Linked DNA regions of Mus musculus: region 1 is linked to region 2. Evidence: chromatin contacts called from public promoter capture Hi-C data. All regions are on one chromosome and are shown on one strand. Each heading gives the region's core, a stretch centred on a gene start, on an enhancer-like site or on the middle of the called end of the contact. The rest is flanking DNA. Distances are from core to core; before and after follow the strand shown.

Region 1 (4,454 bases), core at 180-2,679, 570 kb after region 2:
CACACAACAATTTTTTTCTGAGTTTTTATGCTTTGTAGTGAGGCTTAGTACAGGGTGATATAAACACCCAATATAGAAAATCTAGAAGCTCTGGCTCCTACCTCGTTCTATGAAAGAAGCTGTGTTCCATGAAAGAGGCTGTGTCCAATTCTTTATTGATTCTTTTGGATAATTTACTTTTATGAACAGCTTACGGCAAAGGCCAACAAAATCTGTTTTCATGAAAGGCCACCAGGAAGCTGCATTGTGAGTATAGGATGTCATATTTCCTTTCCTGCTGTGCACAGATGGGGTGCAGAGTAATGTAGACTAGTCTGATCTCTGGGATAAAATGGATCTGGACGCAGACTTCCTGCTACCGGCTGGTTGTGACCAGATATGCACAAATTAGAAAGCAATTTCTTTTCTTCTTGCAGAATTTAAAGGACCATAGGTGACTTGTGTTAAAAGTAAAGATACATTGGGGAAATATATGATGTAATATTATTAAAGTATCACATAATCTATTTCTTTTGTTTCATGTAAATTTACGGATATAGTTACATACGGCTTTTCCTGTGGGTTTAATAAGTGATTTATTTGTGGTCCTTATGTTTTTCCTTCTATCTCCCGTGTTGGTCAGTTTTGAATCACTATATCACAGTCTGTTAATTTGATTTACTGCAAAGAGTAAGGCCTTTGTCGTCATGCCAACTACTATCCCCCGAGCGCACGCACGCACGCACGCACGCACACACACATCTCCTACCAACCCAACACTAGTCTGTGGGTTCTCCTCAGAATGGGCAGATAGCAAAAGCAACAAAAACCATGGCTTGCTTTTGAGATACTGAGTAAGTTTTATGTACCATGCGTTTATAACAAGTGGTTCATTCTTACAGAGTCAGTCAGGAGTACTTACATTAGGATGCCTAAGGAAATTTTACCCAGCCATTTGTTATATACCAGATAAAAGACTTTTGGGGGAAGGGTTATAATTCAATTGTGTGGGTTGGCAGGGGAGTTGAGTGAATGTGATTGAATTCTGTTCTCAGTGAACTGGGTTTTTAAATTTTGTTTTGTTTTTCTACTTTATTATTATTTTTAACAAGCACACTGAAACTGAAATTTGCTAGCCATGTCTTGCAGGTTTTGTAACACCTTTCACATTGGCAGCTGTGCAGTGCGTGCTGTGTGGAGGAGGCTGACGTACAGAAGGAGGCACAGATCATTGGCGCAGTTGCTCTTTAAAACCCCACATGTCCAGTGATAAACTTGGGAGGAATAGGAGAGAATCACACAGGAGCCAGGCAGCATTGTTTGCAGTTTCTAGGGTCTCTAATGGAACTCTGAATCCCACAGTGCACTGTGAGAGCGAGCAGCATCCTTGGGCATGCGTGGTGACTGTCCTAGTGTTGGGTTGGTAGGAGATATAGCTCAAGTCTAGTCTTCTCCTTGTGATTGGATCCACAGGAAGATCTACATTTTTAAGTGAGCTGTGATGTCATGAGCACACCATAAGGCATGCATTTCTGATTTGCCCCGGAGCCTGTGCACTTTATAATGTCAGGGTGATATTGCAAGGCAGATCTGAAGAGCCTTCTGTAGTTGGGCAGAGTGTTTATAGGTAGTCAGGAGTGATTGATTCAGCATGTGCCAGATGGTGAAGCAGTGTGAATGTTGGCTGAGGGTGGCATCCATCCAGGACTGTGAGGAGGTCTGACTTTTAGCTACAAGGCGTATTGTCACAGAGTGAGGGAGCTGCTTCATCAAGAACAAATGTTTGCTTTTGTAACTAGGTTTCAATTAACTGACAATGAGGCTATTTACTTTCCAATAGAGATGAGGTTTGCGCATCTGACTGAACTTTTCTTGTAGTGATGGGGATGGTGCATGTATGCTCTGGGTCTCCAAGGATAGTAGCTGCTCTTGGCTTGGGGACAGTTTGGTTTGCTTCATTTGTTCTGGTCTTGTGTTGTAGAGTTTCTGCCTTCTGAGACCTGTATTTGTCGCTCTTCTTGGTTTCCAGTGGCAGAGTGTTCCTTCAAGGTGTCAGGTCCTTGTTCTGAGTGCCTTTCTACGTCACTGTCTTGGCTTGTCCTGTGTGCTCTTCTATTCTGTGTTCATGCTTTCTCTGTTCTTGCTCCATGCCCACTTCTGTTCCTGTCCTGTGGTCAGCCAGCTCTTACCCCACCTCTGTACGCTCTGCTTTTTGGCAGCCTGCAGCCTAGGAGAGAATACCGTGTCTCTCACACCTAGAGGCCTTTGGTCTGAAAACAGGAAATGGAGACCCTGCCCTGTAGTCAGTCTTCTGTCTCTGGCTCCCTAGAGGCTGACCTTAGCCATATGTCTTGTTAGCCCTGGTCCTCAGTCAGCATGAACTGGGGACAGAAGCCCCAGTTTGGTTGTGACTGGGGTGGCTCTGGTATAGTGAGTCTGTGACCTGAAGACTTACTTGCACAGGACATGTGACTTTCAGAACTCACATCAAGATGAGTGGGACACCCTTCTCTCTAGGATGCCGCTCCAGGGATCACTGCTCTAGGTCTTGTTAGTAACAACTGCTTCTGGTCCAAACTTCTGAGATCTCACTGTTGGATGGAATTTTCTGGGCTCCCTTTAGGAAGGGTGAGTCCAGGCTGTGCTGGACTCCCTCATAAGCCTCCTGCTGTCCTCTGCTGCTGCTCTCTCCCATGCGTTGGCTCTGCTGTATCGAATGCCCCCCAATGGACACCCTGGCATCCCTTCCATCCTCATCCTCACCACCTGCTCCTGTCCGTAGATGGCTGAGCCCAGCCAGAGAAAGTCACTCTGTAACTGAGAAATCCCCCCACCCCCCCCACTCCTCCACCCCCCCACCCCCCCATCCCCCATCCCCTCCCCACCCCCCCACCCCCCCACCCCCGCTTCGGAGGGCCTCAGGGCAGCCTGGAAATGGAACCCTTTCCTCCTTGGCCCACGCTCTGCACAGTGACTTTGAATGTTTTCTATGCTTCCCCCCCCCCCCCCGTTAATTTATTAATTCATTTTCAAACCTGGTCACCACCCCCTCCTCCTCCTAGTCACACCGTCACATGAATTCTGGAGTTTCGCTCTCACATCTCATTCCCATTTCATTCTCTAGTCAGTAATCCTCCCACCACACACAAGTCAGACAGGTAAATGCTGATATTGCCGGTTCTTCCTGCTGACCTTAGATACTTCTGCCTGCTGCTGGACCCCACCCTCAATTTGCATACTTTCTGTTCATAGTTGAAGAACAGTCCCTCTTAATTCCTACAAATCACACCACTAGCCTATTTTTATATCCTCATTTGTCAAAATATGAATGTGTTTAATAACATGCTGATGTCTGTTTTATATACCCTTCTGTGTTTTCCAATTTTATATGATTTATCATTTTTAAAGTCAGAGCAAAGTTAAATGTTCTTGGTTGAGTGTGTGTGTGTGTGTGTGTGTGTGTGTGTGTGTGTGTGTGTGTGTGTATGTGGTGTGTAGCACACATGCCCAATAAGCCTATTATTCCCTTATCTATGGGTTACATTATAAGGAAAACACTCTGATTCCAATTGGGACTGAAATACTCTTCCCCCCCGCCCTCAACTTTTCTACTGAACAGGTGAGTGTGGCCTTCCTATGGCTGCCCTGAGAGTCTAGCTTTCCTTTTATTTTGGTAGTGGCAGCGAGCGTTTCCGATGTAAGAAGTGATGTGAGGTGAGCTTAGCACGCTGGAACAGCATTGCCTTTGCTCGGCTCTGTTCTGGTGCATGTGGAACTGTTTCCTTGCCTGAGAGCACGGCAGAAGGTGTCTGTCTGTCCTGGGGTGAGCACGGCAGAGGGTGTCTGTCTGTCCGGGGCTGAGCACGGCAGAGGGTGTCTGTCTGTCCTGGGGTGAGCACAGCAGAGGATGTCTGTCCTGGGTTGAGCACGGCAGAGGATGTCTGTCTGTCCTGGGGTGAGCACGGCAGAGGATGTCTGTCTGTCCTGGGGTGATGAGGACATTCCTTTATGCCTGGGAAATGACCTGACACGAGCTGGCAGCCACTCCACGGGTTAGTGCCTGGGTCATTTGCAGTGACAAGTGTGTTACTTCACAGTTTTGTTTTTTGAAGACTTATTTATTTTTATGTATGTGAGTACACTGTAGCTGTCTTCAGACACACCAGAAGAGTGCATGGACCCCATTACAGATGGTTGTGAGCCACCATGTGCTTGCTGGGAATTGAACTCAGGCCCTCTGGAAGAGCAGTCAGTGGTCTTAACTGCTGAGCCACCTCTCCAGCCCCACTTTACAGTTTTATGGCTGGAAATTGAAGTGGTTTCAACAACATGAGGGCTCACTCTCTGCTTACTACTGGGTTTGGCAGTAGTTGGCAGCTGTGTGGCTGAGGCAGCATTGTCCCAAAGGAGTGCAGATCCTAGGCTATTGTCCTATGCTGGCAGGAATCCAGATCTGATGGCAGTCACGCTCCTGA
Region 2 (4,263 bases), core at 266-2,765:
CAAAAGCTGGAAGATAAGGGTAGCTCGGCCCAGGACATTCCATGCCTTGCACACGAGCTGTGCAGAAATAGATGAGGCATGCTGTGTTATCACTATTATGTGTGAGAGGAAGATACAAAATCACCAAGGTACGGCCAACTCCTCATTAGAACCTGTCCAGAGGTCTCTTGGGATCTTTTAGGTTCTTTCATGTGCTATCTTAGCAGTCAAATAATCAGAGATCAGATGATTATAAAAATGTCTAATATGTGTCTCACTCTATGAGAAGTACCTCACACTGGTACCTCTCAGTAGCCGAGAGATTAGGAGCAGAGACATCGCCTATTTCTTATACAGGAGAAAAAATTCTACTTTGAAACTGTACGTTGTAAGTGGCAGAGCTGACACTAAATTCAGGCTGCCAGAGCCCAAAGCTCTGTACCCAAGAAGTACACTCTCTCAACTTCCATTTTTCTGTGACTAAGAAGCTGACAGTGTGGTAGCACTAGTAGTGGCAGTGCTGGTGGGTCATGATGCTAGTGGGGGTGGGTACCAATAGGGGGAGTTCGAATGGTGGTGATAGTGATGGTGAAGGGTTAATAGCGGATGACAGCGAGAGCAGTAGTGGTTGTGGTAAAGGTGATGGTTTTTAGACTGTTTCACAGGTAAGATTAGTAGGGTGCTTGCCATGTAGTGACATCAGGAAGAGTCTACTATCAGATGTGATATAAATATTGTTACCCGTCAGTCTTCCAGCAAAACCTACAATCTCTTCAAGGCAGTTGACATTGCTATTTTATGAACAAAGAGTGGTGGATTGGCAGAGGCTGTAAATGCCAGTTGTGGTAGTGTATCCTGGTAGGATTTGCTGAAGGAGGCAGAGGAAGGAGGATCATGAGTTCGAGGCCAGCCTGGGCTACACAGAGGCTGTAAACGTTTCAAGACCTGATTGAGTTAGCAGCATCGAATCCCTTCCCATACTGCTTTGCCACAAAATGGACACTCCAAAAATGTTCCTAAATAGACACTGATGTGGCTTGGAATGTCGGCTCCGTCTGGATCGTGCTTCGCAATGAAACAGCTCAGTGTAGCTTGTTAAATAGCTCCCTTTCTTTGAGAGATAAGCTCATATGTGTAACTTAATCGCCACATTGATTAAACTTGAGCTTCTGAGGGCGCCTTCATCTGTCTCTTGTACTATTTCAAGTGCCAGGGAGTCTCACACACTCGAGCCGTTCACAGCCTTCCAGCAGCCTCTTCCGCTGGCCCTTTCTTTCCCATTTTCTTTAATTCTCAAAGTAATTAATGAATCCAATTCCTCCCAGTTGCCTCCCGTTTAGCGCTTGTATGTGCTGAGCCTCTTCCCATGGGGAGATATGATTTGCTAAAATAACCATTATCATTCTCTTCAAATCTCAAGGCTTTGTGCAAAATAAATGCTATACAGTTTTGCTCTTACTGTATCCCTAGACCCCCTCTCCCCAGAGAAATGGTATAGGTGGAGCTGGAAATATGCACACACAATTTTTCCCCTACCCAGGTTGCCTTGGTAACCACTGCACTAGCATCTTCCAACAGATGTCTGAAGCTTGGCTGAGGTGTGTACGCTAGTTTTCCAGACATGTTTACCGTCGCTCATTAACTTAGGCATCCCCAGCATCTTCCATATCTGCATGACAGGAATCTGTGCCTTCCTGGGCATTTTTAAACACCAGTGAAGCAGCAGTACCTTAAAGCTGTGTCTGTTTGTCACCATATTGTGTCACTGTCCTTCTCGTGTTCAGTTATACGGTGAGCTTGTGAGCTCAGTGAACACATCTCATGTTTGCACTGCTGTGTAATTACCATTATCTATCGTACAGTGTCTGACAACAATGAGACTATTGCTAGACCTGTGAATATCCATCAGCCTCTATGGACAAGTTCTGTGAAGCTTGGACTGACCATGACTTTTTTCCTCTTTAACCATATTTACTATGTTTTATATCATTAGCTGTTTTAATTATTCTTTGGACAAGCCACATTATCTTTTTGCTGAGTAAGTCCTTAAGTGGTTCCTGATAGTACATGCAGAAGGCTGGGGTCGGATCAGTCTAGTTTGCTGTATAACTGATGAGATAGCTTATTTAGGTGAGATCATAGGAACATGATGTCTTTAATTTTTCCCATGAGCATGTGGTTATGCACGTAAATTATGCAAGTCCAGCAGTAGCTTTCAAAAGACCCTGAGATGTTTAGCTCAGGAACACCTTGGCTAGCTGCAAGAATCCAGCTATCCTAAATTTGCTCTGATGGCAGAAGGCACATGCTGAAGCAGCCCCAACAATCTTCCTTTTTATCATGCAGCATAACAGAGTGTGGATGACGGCTTACCTCAGAGTGAATGGACGGACTTTACAGGAGCCTTAGCCAGAACTTACGGGAGGGTGTTGATATTTTTCTGTTTCTATTATAGTGTGCTTCAAGTGAAAGTTATCCTGACACTTGAAAAATACAAAAGTAGGGATATGTGTGTGTGTGTGTGTGTGTGTGTGTGTGTGTGTGTGTGTGTGTGTGTTTCTGTGCCTGTGTTTGTGTGAGAGAGAGAGAGACACAAAGACAGAGAGAGACATATTCCTTTAACTGATGTATTTTTATAAATGTTTGGTATTCTACATCTCAACATTCTGACAAGTGGGTTAGAAATTCCTGCTCATTGGATACTCATCAGTTTGTGCTTCAAACAGGTTATGGACATATAGACAAAGGGGTAAAAGAATACACTGATTGGTTGCCCTGAGATCTTCTGGCCAAGCCAGAAGTGTGTGCATAGGAGACACAGAGAGCTCGAGAGGTTGAGGGAAGAGAGCACATCGTGTGCAGAGCCTGTCAAGACTGTGATGGGAGTAAGATGCTCTAAGAATGTGCGAGGAACCCTCACTGGCTCCCTGAACAGAGCTCTTCTCTTTGTTTCCCAAGCTGAAGCTGCTGTGTCTACCACATTGCAAGCTGAAGCTGCTGTGTCGACCACATTGCCTTCTCTCCCCGAGCTGCTGTGCGCGAGTCAGCTGGCTGGGGTGGTAGACCATTAAATGGTGCGCAGAATGGCGGTCTGTGTTCCCAAGGGCCGTTGTTGCAAACTTATCTTCTCCATGCTGCTCCAGTGGGTAGAAAGGAAGCCAGATACTGGTATAGAGATTGCAATACCCTAGTGAACACTAAGCAATGCTTTTAAGAATAAACTGAGCAGAGGTAGGAGTTCCTTATCACACATGACCTCAGATCAACAGAGAGGTTTGCAGAGGCTCTTTGTACCATCGACAGTGACAGGTGCTACCTGGAGAATAGCTGGAGAGGGCTGACTAGGGGTTTCTAGGGCCCTGCACTGAAGTGTGCCTGCACTGTCCATACTCTGTGGGGGGCCAGTACAGGGGTCTGACCTCTGCACTCACCAAGGTGAGTATTCCTTTTAGAATCAGACACAAGAATTGCCAAGTGCCATAATAAGGCTGGGAAGGGAATCCAAGAGCATACAAGTTATAGCAGATAATCATTAAGCTATGTGAAATGTTACTATCCTTCTTCGGTTTATATATGACACAATAATCTCTTTTTGAGGCAAGGAATTTTTATGTAGCTCAAACTTGTCTTGATCTCATATAGTTATTGTTACAGGTGTACACTAATTATACTAATTAATTAATACTCTAACACATAATCTAGTATAAAGTATATAATAGGTCTATAAAATATATGTGTAATTTTTACTGGACTTCATTCTCTCAGATTTGAAAACTTTAAATGATCTATTTAAGAAATAAAAGTAAATAATAGAAGATGCATGTACCCCATATGAAAGATAAATAAATTATGGGAATACAAGTGACAAAGTACATCTTAATTTTATCAGATCATTAAGTCAAGTAAGCCTTTTGTGTTTGTGAAAGAGATAAGACAGCCTGGTAGAAAGCTGTCCTGCACTTAGAAGGCCTTCTCCAGCCTGCTTTTCCTGGCTATCTAGTGACAGAGATTCAAACCACACACTGCTGTGCTGAGACCCAAGTAACAGAAGCACACATATCTTAGATAAAAGAAGAGCAAGGGTCTGGTAAAACTCTCGTTTTAGACAATGTTTTAAGTGACTAAATGATCTTTTACCATTTCAGTTAAGAGCTGTGAAGCCCATGGTGAATCTGCTAGATTGGGGTTAAATATAGCATATCATAGTGTTGGGTGCTCAGAGTGGTGACTTCCTGCTCAGCTGCTCTGCCTGCTGCGGGGCACTTCCCAGAGCGCCAGACAACA

Evidence for each region. Promoter capture Hi-C pulls out the DNA fragments that hold promoters and counts their contacts.
Region 1: a promoter capture Hi-C map of hippocampal neurons shows a contact between it and region 2, with 1.9 times the contacts expected there. The contact joins two enhancer-like sites.

Annotation. Positions count from the first base shown.
Region 1 is chr2:3,738,227-3,742,680 of GRCm38.p6, forward strand. All of the region lies in intron 1 of Fam107b (family with sequence similarity 107, member B), which reads left to right. Among named protein-coding and RNA genes, the nearest start is that of Fam107b, 27 kb to the left of the region's middle. Within about 2 kb of position 1,430, at least 62 of the 459 cell types and tissues checked have an H3K27ac peak or open chromatin away from gene starts, as enhancers often do. A contact at or near this core is called in hippocampal neurons, where this site is marked.
Region 2 is chr2:3,167,731-3,171,993 of GRCm38.p6, forward strand. The region is part of intron 1 of Fam171a1 (family with sequence similarity 171, member A1); the gene reads left to right. Among named protein-coding and RNA genes, the nearest start is that of Fam171a1, 51 kb to the left of the region's middle. Within about 2 kb of position 1,516, at least 22 of the 459 cell types and tissues checked have an H3K27ac peak or open chromatin away from gene starts, as enhancers often do. A contact at or near this core is called in hippocampal neurons, where this site is marked.